Regions from separate parts of the Sus scrofa genome. Here all the other regions are linked to region 1. Evidence: chromatin contacts called from public promoter capture Hi-C data. All regions are on one chromosome and are shown on one strand. Each heading gives the region's core, a stretch centred on a gene start, on an enhancer-like site or on the middle of the called end of the contact. The rest is flanking DNA. Distances are from core to core; before and after follow the strand shown. Region 1 holds the start of CDC27 (cell division cycle protein 27 homolog). Region 2 holds the start of ARF2 (ADP-ribosylation factor 2). Region 3 holds the start of LOC110256160.

Evidence for each region. Promoter capture Hi-C pulls out the DNA fragments that hold promoters and counts their contacts.
Region 2: a contact with region 1 is called in a promoter capture Hi-C map of fetal liver, with 2.2 times the contacts expected there. The contact joins the promoter of ARF2 here to the promoter of CDC27 in region 1. A contact is called at or near these places in 2 of 5 promoter capture datasets (fetal liver and liver) and 2 of 47 Hi-C or Micro-C datasets (embryonic fibroblasts and heart right ventricle).
Region 3: a promoter capture Hi-C map of fetal liver shows a contact between it and region 1, with 3 times the contacts expected there. The contact joins the promoter of LOC110256160 here to the promoter of CDC27 in region 1. A contact is called at or near these places in 2 of 5 promoter capture datasets (fetal liver and liver), 2 of 47 Hi-C or Micro-C datasets (heart right ventricle and liver) and 1 of 2 datasets of contacts at active chromatin or transcription factors (alveolar macrophages).

The regions. Positions count from the first base shown.
Region 1 is chr12:16,809,377-16,812,376 of Sscrofa11.1, forward strand. It overlaps CDC27 (cell division cycle protein 27 homolog), which reads left to right and starts at 1,492. Exons shown (of 19, transcript XM_003131307.5): 1 at 1,492-1,680. The coding sequence starts at 1,654.
Region 2 is chr12:17,446,525-17,449,524 of Sscrofa11.1, forward strand. It overlaps ARF2 (ADP-ribosylation factor 2), which reads right to left and starts at 1,424. Exons shown (of 5, transcript NM_001145220.1): 1 at 1,409-1,424. All of the region lies in intron 1 of LOC102165973 (a long non-coding RNA gene), which reads left to right.
Region 3 is chr12:16,253,536-16,256,535 of Sscrofa11.1, forward strand. It overlaps LOC110256160, which reads left to right and starts at 1,484. Exons shown (of 1, transcript XM_021068078.1): 1 at 1,484-3,000. The coding sequence starts at 1,484. The coding sequence ends at 2,440. TLK2 (serine/threonine-protein kinase tousled-like 2) reads right to left here. Exons shown (of 20, transcript XM_021068152.1): 1 at 2,733-3,000.

The DNA.
Region 1 (3,000 bases), core at 242-2,741:
TCAGTGGGTTAAGAATCCAGTATTGCCGTGAGCTGTGGTGTGGGTCACAGATCCCAAGTTGCTGTGGCTGTATCGTAGGCCTGCGGTTACAGCTCTGATGAGACCCCTAGCCTCAGAACCTCCATATGTTGCAGATGTGGCCAGCCCTAAAAAGCAAACAATCAAACACACAATAAAACCCAAATGTTTTCCTTAACCTTAAGGTTACCAAAGAGGGAAGGGAGAGAGAGGGAGAAATTAGGAGTATGGGATTAATAGCTACAAACTACTCTACACAAAATAGATAAGCAACAAGGATTTACTGTATAGCACAGGGAACTATATTTGATATTTTGTAATAAACTATAATGGCAAACAATCTGTAAATATATCTGCATCACTTTGCTGTTCACCTGAAACATAATATTGTAAATCAACTATACTTGAATTTAAAAATATTGCAAAGACTTTTTCTTATCTACCAAAAAATAAAGTTTTGATAGTTCCCTGTTCACACATTCTGGGGGGAAAGGGAGCAGGAAGTAAATTTGAGAACCTCTTAGAGTTTGTTAGACACAGTCACATACTTTAATGCATTTAGTTCTCTTAATTGCTTTTTTTTTTCAGACTAAGGCAACAGAAGTTCAGGGAGGTTGTGACTTGCTTAAGGACCTAATACAATTTAGTGCCAGAGATAAAATTCAAAACTAAGCCTCTGAATTTCCCAATACACCACAATGCCTCTATCAAGAATAAAAAACTCTTCCCTCCTGAGATTTTTCCATGATCTGGCCACCTAAATAATCATTTCCAGTTAACGTACCAGATCTCATTCTACTTCCTTCTATTTTCTCCTTTCTTCTAATTCTACCCATCCTTCGAAACCAGTCTGAAACTTCCTCATCTCAATCCTAATTAATTTCCCTTTCCTCTCTTCTGAATGCTCACATCACCATATAATGTACTATTCTTTGTTACATTAGTTTTCCGTTAAATAGACAATAATCTCTTTGAGGACCGGGGTCCTACAAAATCTTCGGGGGTGGCAATCCTTCCAATTTCCTATTTTCCTTTTGAGCCTTGAATAGATAGTTCTGGAATGAATGAATGACCTAAACTCAAAATACAGATAATTCTTGTTTAACTAAAGTCAACCCCAAACTCTTGGGTTTAACCCTTTGCTTAATCTGCAGCGCACCAATTAATCCAGCAAGGTTGAGCGGAGAAGCAAGGCGGCCACCGGGTCACGTAACGATCCCAGCTGACTCCTGCAGCCATGCCCAGCCTACTGGTTGCGGATTGGGCGTGCCCTAGGGTGGCCCATGGGGGGCGTGGCGTGCGTGAGTGAAGGCATGGCGTAGAAGTGGAACCTACGCACTGGGTTACACTCGGTAATCTCCGGTAATCCTCGACAATTTCCGGCAACGGTCTCCTCCTCCGTCGATACACCTCGGGTATTTCCGGTTTCCTTCGGTCATTTCCGTCTGGCTCCCGCCCCGGTCTCTCCACTTCGGGTTTTTCCGTGTCCCTTTCGGAAGTACTCGGCAATCGCTCGGCCTCCCCCATCCCCCGGTAACGGTCGCTGGTGAGTTTAAATGAGCCGGGGCTGGCCGGGCCGGAGCCGCTACGGGGGGGGGCCTGAGGCACTGCAGAAAGTGGGCCTGAGCCTCAAGGATGACGGTGCTGCAGGAACCCGTCCAGGTAATGGTAACCCCCTTCGCTGAGGCTTGGCTCGCAGCCTTGGTCTGGAAGCAGCGTATGGCCACTTCGCGGCCTGGTGCGGCCTAGGCCCGGCTGCTTCTCCCGCCTCCCCTCTCGCCGGCTTCTGCCTGTCTTCTCGTCAGTTCCGAAGCCTTGCCCGCAACCTAAGCCGTGTTACCTCTGGCCCTACATTACTTCTTCCCCCAGCAGGAGCGGGGTTCGTTGATAAGACCCCCTTTCCCTTCCAGGCCAACGTCGAGCGAACCCCTTCTGTCAGTCTGGGGGCCGGGCCCGGGACGGGTTTGGGATGAGGGGGCGGAAAACTAGCCCCAGGTGCTCTCTTGCCTGAAGATGATTGGGAAGCATATTTGATCAGCGTTTGCAGGATCTTCATAATGGTGGGGCAAGTTTGCGGGGAGAGTGTTGTTTTTGATTTTGTTTTTGTTTTTTTGTGAGTAGGTGGAGGGAGGGTAGGATCGGTGTTTTTAATACTAATTTCTATTTCGGTGACAGACTTTGTAACCCACGTTGCTTTTCTCGCCCAGTAAACTTCCTTCTGGACAATGATTTCCGTCGAGAACTCCAAGGCCCGGTGCTGAGATGCAAGCACCTATTAAAGGGGAGAGGGTGGAAACGGCAAGTTGGGTTTTTTCCATGACCTATGATGGGAATCAGGAGTGTTTTATTGTACGTGTTTATAAGGCGTTCAGGAAATGAAAGGCAGATAATGATTTTTCCGTCCGTACCACACCAAGGTATGTTTTGATGCAAAGTGCTCCATTGGCTTGGAAGGAACCCTATTGGATTTTAAGTGTGTGATGATGCAGTGCCAAGTCATTCCCCCCCCCCCCAAGACATCTGAAGAAACTGAATCTTTTGTCCCTTGGTGATGGACCAGGTCTGGGAGACTTTATGCCTACCCTATGATCTTTGAATTGATTAAAAGAGTTGACCTTTATCAACTACTGTCTTTGAGTCAGGGACTTTCTTTATTTTGAAGTTAAAAAAAGAAACCAATTTTAGAAGTTCTTTCATATTGCCCTTAATAGGCCTATTCACTACTTACTATTGGTATCACATAGTAAAAAATTTAATACATCACTCCTTCCATATTTCCTTAATTTTTCTTCACAGGATGAAATACTATTTTCTCCTAGTTGGCTCTTTCTCTAGCTCTTTTCTGTATAGCAACTATTAGTTTTTTAGTTAATATAATGTGAGATTCTATCCTGGAAGTTTACCTGTTTTTACATTATACTGGTGCTTTCAAAGCTATTTCCTTCCATCACTTTTCTCTTACTAGTAAAGAGTCCCTTTTTA
Region 2 (3,000 bases), core at 174-2,673, 640 kb after region 1:
TCCATATGCCTCAGGGCAGCCAGAAAGAGGGGAAAATAATACAATTTACATATAGATATAAACATACATGATAACATTTACTTCAATGAAATGTCATAAACCAAATCAAAAAATGATTTGTTGTACCCAGATTTCCTCGTGCCCCTTCCCAGTCATTACTCCCCAAAAGGTGTACTGACATCTAACTGCATAAATGTTCAGTATTTTATTTTTCAGTCGAGTGCATGAAAGATTATATAAAAGAAGCTAATAGCAAAGACAGATTGGCTTTGCCGAAATTTACTCTACATCTTTAATTTTAACGAATCAGCCTATTTGAAGTGTGAGCTTGACATTCCAATTAAAGACTTAGAAGCAGTACTGAATACAACCCTTGTTTCCCTTTCAACTGCAAACCAAAGGAAAACTTTACTCCTGGGCAGAGCAGGGATAAGATGGAACAAGAACAGTCCATCTCCCATTCATCAGAACCCTAGGGACCTCAGAGGGGAGGTCACCAAATTCGAGGCCCCACCTCTAAAACTGAACCTTGTCCTACAGTAGCTTAACTTCATGGATGATGTCCAAGCACACATCGTTTTATTCTACGACCTGAGAAAAGGAGCAGAGCATTTATCCTGCACATAAATTAGGTATAGGCAAACTACTCTAACCAAAGAATGATGCTCAATGTTTTAATCATTCTTACAAGAGCCGCACAGAGTAAGTATATAGAAATACAACGCACTGCAGTACTCAAAAAGCTTGTTGGGCGACAAACTAAAGAGTCTTTGTCTTTGTTTCCGAAAAAGGACAAATCTCATAAATGAGAAAAACAGTGAGGAACATGCTGGGAGAAGGAAGGTTACTTCCCACTTGCATGTCCTATGAAGCAAATACTCGATTCCTCCTCCCAACCGCACACAGTATACACATCCCATGTTCTCCCTCCGGCCTCTCTTTTTTCCTACTCATCTGCTGAGCTGCTGCAGACCCTCTGGAAGACGCTGCCGACCCTGGCGCCTCTTTGGCACGCTCACCCTCCCCTCCCACGAGCACCAACTGTCCATCAGGGAGAATTGCGGGAAGATGTCCAGGACAAGAACCGGAGCAAGTGGCCAAGTGGGCGTGCGCAGCGGGCGAGCAGACGCGCCAGGTCCCCGGGGAAGGCCTCCGAGTGTCCCCTCTGCCTGGCCTCCAGGCCTCTTCCTCTCGAACTGCGGGCCCTCGGGAGAGCAGAGAGCCCAGCAGAGGATGAGAGCCAAGTCTCTCGATCCCCGCAGCCTGGCCATTCTTCTCATAGGGCGGAAAAGGGACAGGGAACCCAAACGCTTTGTGAAGGCCACCTGCTGCTGTCTAGTTTCCCGACCTCTAAAGGTGCGGAAATCCAGCCAGGCCTTCAGCCATCTCTCCCTCGCCTGTGACTCACCTGCCGCCGAACTAAGCACTGGTACCAATACCGCTGCCTTTAAGAATTCGGATCCCCTCCGCAAAATGGCGACAGGCTCGGGGCGGGAACAGTAACCAACCAATCACTCCCTGACTCTTGGAGTTTATTTCTACCAATGAGCTCGAAGTTCCGTGAGTGACGACAAGTCTGACCAATGCCAAGGAGAATAAAAGCCTAGGAGGGCGGACACCCGCCCCTGGGGACCTAGGCGACGGCACGAAGCTTTGGAAATACCGGCTTCATTCTCCAATGACAACGCACCGCGTCCCGGCGAGACACGCCCATGTGCCCCGTCCCAGTGCTGCTCGTGACCAATCAAAAAAGTAAAAAAAAAAAAAAACTCCGATTTGCTCTGCCAATCAACTAGGAAAATTTCCACGGATTGAACGAACCCAGGGAGTATTAGGACCAACTGGGTGCGGGCATGTGGGCGTGGCCAAGTTCTGGGCGTTATTTAAGGAAATTTGCCTTGGTTGAGCTAAAAGTAGAAACTAGTTTGGGGCGTTGGTCTGTGTGGGAAACACCAAGACGCCGACACCAGAGTTAGACATAAGGAAGGTTTCCTATTTAGTGTGAAGCTAGACAGCCGCCCTGTTTTTGAACAGATTTTCAACAGTTGGGAAAAATGCTAGCAACCTGCACCTTCGTTCAGATGCTCAGGACCACGGTCTTGAGAAGTGTTCTCATTAATTCAACACCTAATGCCAACTTGGTTCACTGAAAAGTTTACAAACGCCCGTAAATGGCATATAACTGTGCATTTTAGGAAAAACTAACATCTGTTAATATGTGCCAGGAAATATGTCGAGAACTTGACCTGCATGATATAACGCTCCGTGAACTGGAATCTACTATTATTCCCATTTTACAAAGAGGAAAATGAAATAGTAGGTCAGAGTTTTAAGTTCAGGTCTGACGCCTTAATCTTTTTAACCAAATACTTTCTTGATCGTGATGACTGTATATGTGTATGTATGTGTGTATATATATATATATGTATGTGTATATATATATATGACAGTAAATACAAGAAAGTATGAGAGGTTTTTCTACATGATTCTTTTAAAATTATAATTTTTCCTAACTATAACAAAATTATAGTAATTTTTTAAAGTATAATAAAAAAAAAAAGACACTCCCCACCAGAGAGAGAGACAAAAAAGAGAAAAAAAAAAAAAAAAAAAAAACACCCATCATCCTATTATCCAGAGGCAGTCACTGTTACCATTTTGGTTTATTTCTTTCCAGTCATTTTTCCATGAAATTTTTACATAGTTCAGATTATGAATACATACAGTCTTCTTTTCCTCTTAATCTGAGACCTACACCACAACTCACAGCAAGCTGGATCCTTTAACCACTGAGCAGGGCCAGGGATCAAACCTGTATCCTCATGGATACTAGTTGGATTCATTTCCACTGAGCCACAACAGGAACTCCCTCCACTTAATATTTTAATGAGTATATTCCAGAGTGTTTAACATTTGTCTTAAACATTTTGGAGGGCCATGCCAATGGCATTTGGAAGTTCCCAGGCCAGGAATGGAACCCAAGTCACAACAGTGACAATG
Region 3 (3,000 bases), core at 234-2,733, 560 kb before region 1:
TGAGCAAGAACCAGCTTATAAAAGAAAATTTTTTCTATCAATCTTTGAATTTAGGTAAGTACTTTCAGATATTTTTTTCCCAAACACACAGGAACTAATTCTTAACCTAAAAATATGAATCATTAATAATAACTTCAAAATAATACAGCATGAATCAGAAGCTACAAATAACTTCAAATAACGCTTTTATATACCTCCTTCCTCTGAGGAGCCCACAGTTGCTCATGAAAAAGGGAATTAATTATTCCAAATTTAATAGAGATCCCATGGTAAAACCATAACCTGCATTCACTCAGGAAATTAGTGTAGCTTCATAACCATCCCTTTACAAAATGTGCCACTCCCTGGAGCAGTAGGTTTCTCTAGACATCTGCTTTTAGCACTCCTTCCAAGCAGGGAGGGGCAGAAGGACACCATTTTTAAACTCCTTCCATGACCAATTAATGCACAGGCTAACTCTCAGCAAATACCTCCATCGTTTGCAAGAGATCAACTCCTGCGGAACCCATTGGAAACCTTTCTAATGTTAAAAGTGGAAAAGGAGCATATACCATTACATAGAACCCCTCCGAACATATCATTAGCTACTGGAATGACTGGCATGATAGAAAAGTTCCCTGAAAACATGAATTCAACATTCTCCTCTGCAATCTAACAACTCCACAATTTCCAGTAACAACCCCTACAAAGTCCTCCAGTTTCATTTCCCTTCCTGGATTGAGAGCCTGGGGCAAAGGGGAATGAAAAGGGTAGCAAATTAAAGTTTCACCCACACAAACAAGTGCAGATTAGAGAGAGAATAAGGAAATTTTCGGAAGGGTAAAAAGGCATCTTTAAAAAGAAAAACAAAAAGAAAAAGGAAAGAAAAAAAGGAGATTCAAAGTGTTTCCCCTAAGTGGCCTTCCGAGTCTCGCCCTGCCCTAATCGAGGCCGGAATGGCAGAGGTTGAAGCCTCCCTCAAGCCCCAGGGTCTCTCGGCACATTTCCTAAACCTCCATCCCCAGGCCTGGCCCGGAAAATGACGCCCCAGCGGTTATTCCATTTAATGTCAACTCATGTTAAGGAAAGATCCACACTGTCTCATTCCAGCGGGGCCTTGGACTGGAATCCTCCCTGCAGCCCACAGCCGAGAAGCAGGGCCGATGGGGCCTGGTCCCGGCGCCCCTCGCCTCCCGCCGGTTCCAAACTTTCCCCAACTCCAGGCCCACCTGTCACGGAGGGAGGGCGGGCCAGCTCTCGGGGGCGCCCGGGAGGCTGCCGGGGCCTCCAGCTGCCGGGGCGCCCCCCTCTTCCCGCCGGCCGCCGGCCCCACTCCCAGGCCGGGGCCGCTTGGGCCTCCCCCATCTTCGGCCCGGCCCCTCGGCGACCCGCAGCCCTCGGGAAGCCCCTCCCGCCTCCGCGCCGAGAAGCTGCGGCCCGGCGCCGGCCCTCGGGTGGGCCTGGGCCGCAACCTCCTCAGCCGAGGGGGTCGCCCGGACGGTTAATGCCTCAGGCCTGGCGCCCTCCCCCGCCCGGGGCTCAGCCTCTCACCTGCCGCCGCCGCCGCCGCCGCTCCACGCTCCTCCCGGGAGGGGCCCCGACCCGACCCGGCTGCGGACCGCTCTGCACTCCCCCTGGGCAGGCCCGGGGCGGAGCCGGGGCCTCTCCTGAGCGCCGCAACCCCCCGCCCGGGCAGCCGCCGCCGGCGCCGGGCTCCACGAGAGGGCGGGCGGGGGAGGGGGGCCTCGGAGGCCGCAGATCCCCGGGCTCGCGTACAGAGCCAGGCGCCCGACGCGGGCCCGGGCCCGGGAGGCCGCGGGGGGCGCGGGACCGGCCTCCTGGCGCCGGACAAAGGCCAAGGGAGGCGCAGAAGAGCCCAGGCCCGGTCGGGAGGTGGGGGCCCGCTCGACTAGGGGCCACTCGGGTGCGGCGTGGAGGGCGGGGGGGTCGGAACCGCTGGTGCCCAAGACCCGCCTCCGGCCCCTTAATCCGGATCGGTTCGGTCCGGATTAGTAGTGATCGGTGTAAACACACTAGTGAAACCGCGTGTTTCCTCGCGAGATTTGCACGGCTGGGAGGCGGGGGGGTCCTGGGGGGGTGGGGGAAGCGCCGACAGTGGGGGAGGAGGGGGAGGGGAAGAGGAAGGTGGGGGGGGTCCCCGCTGCCCCGGCGCCCCGCCTCCTCCAATCAGCGGCCGGGTTGGCGGGCAGGGGTTAACCAGGGGACCCCGCGCCGGCAGAGGAGGCCGCTGCCTCGCCGGGCGGCTGAGGGCGGGCAGGCAAGCGCTCCAGCCAGAGTGGCTGCGACGCGAGGGGAGTCGGACCGGCCCGGGCCGGAGTCCCAGAGCCCCCGCCGCCGTTTTCGTAAGGTCGGCCCCCGCCCCGCGGAACTGGCCCCAGTCGAGGCGGGTGGGCCGGCACCCTGGGTCGCGGACCGGCGTGGGAGGGCCCTCGCCGCCTGAGCTGGTTGCTTCCCCGACCCGCCTCCCAGAGCCCGGCGTCCGCCTAATCCCTGGTCTCCACGAGTTTGGGTGAGAAGCGGGGTTGCTCTGCCCAGGATGGATTTTAGAGGAAGAAAGCCCATGAGCCAGCAAACCCCGCCCGAACTTCCCCGGAGACGCCCAGTTAGTGAGTTGGCTGTGCCCACCGGTGTTGCCTAGCTCCCACGCCCCGCCGCTCTCCAACCCCACAGTCCTGCTCCCCAAACCCACATATGCCGCCATCGACAGCGGACAGCGTTTCCCCTCCACGTACCTGGTTGGCTGGACGTCTCCAGGGACTAGAGGTGCCCTGGGATCAAGGCTGAGCCCCCACCCCCACCAGGATGCGGCCCTGCGGAAGGGGGGGCGCTGCCCCAAAGGGACTCTCTCCGTACGCCCTGGGGGAGGTTCCATTTCAACCTCTGATTAAAAACAAGGCCCTCCTGGGTACTAAGGGGCTCTAAGGGGAAGTGCTAGGTTGGAGAAAACAGGCCTGCCCCTCACAGTGTCTTCTGAGGAATGGGCAGTGTGAAAGGGCGCAG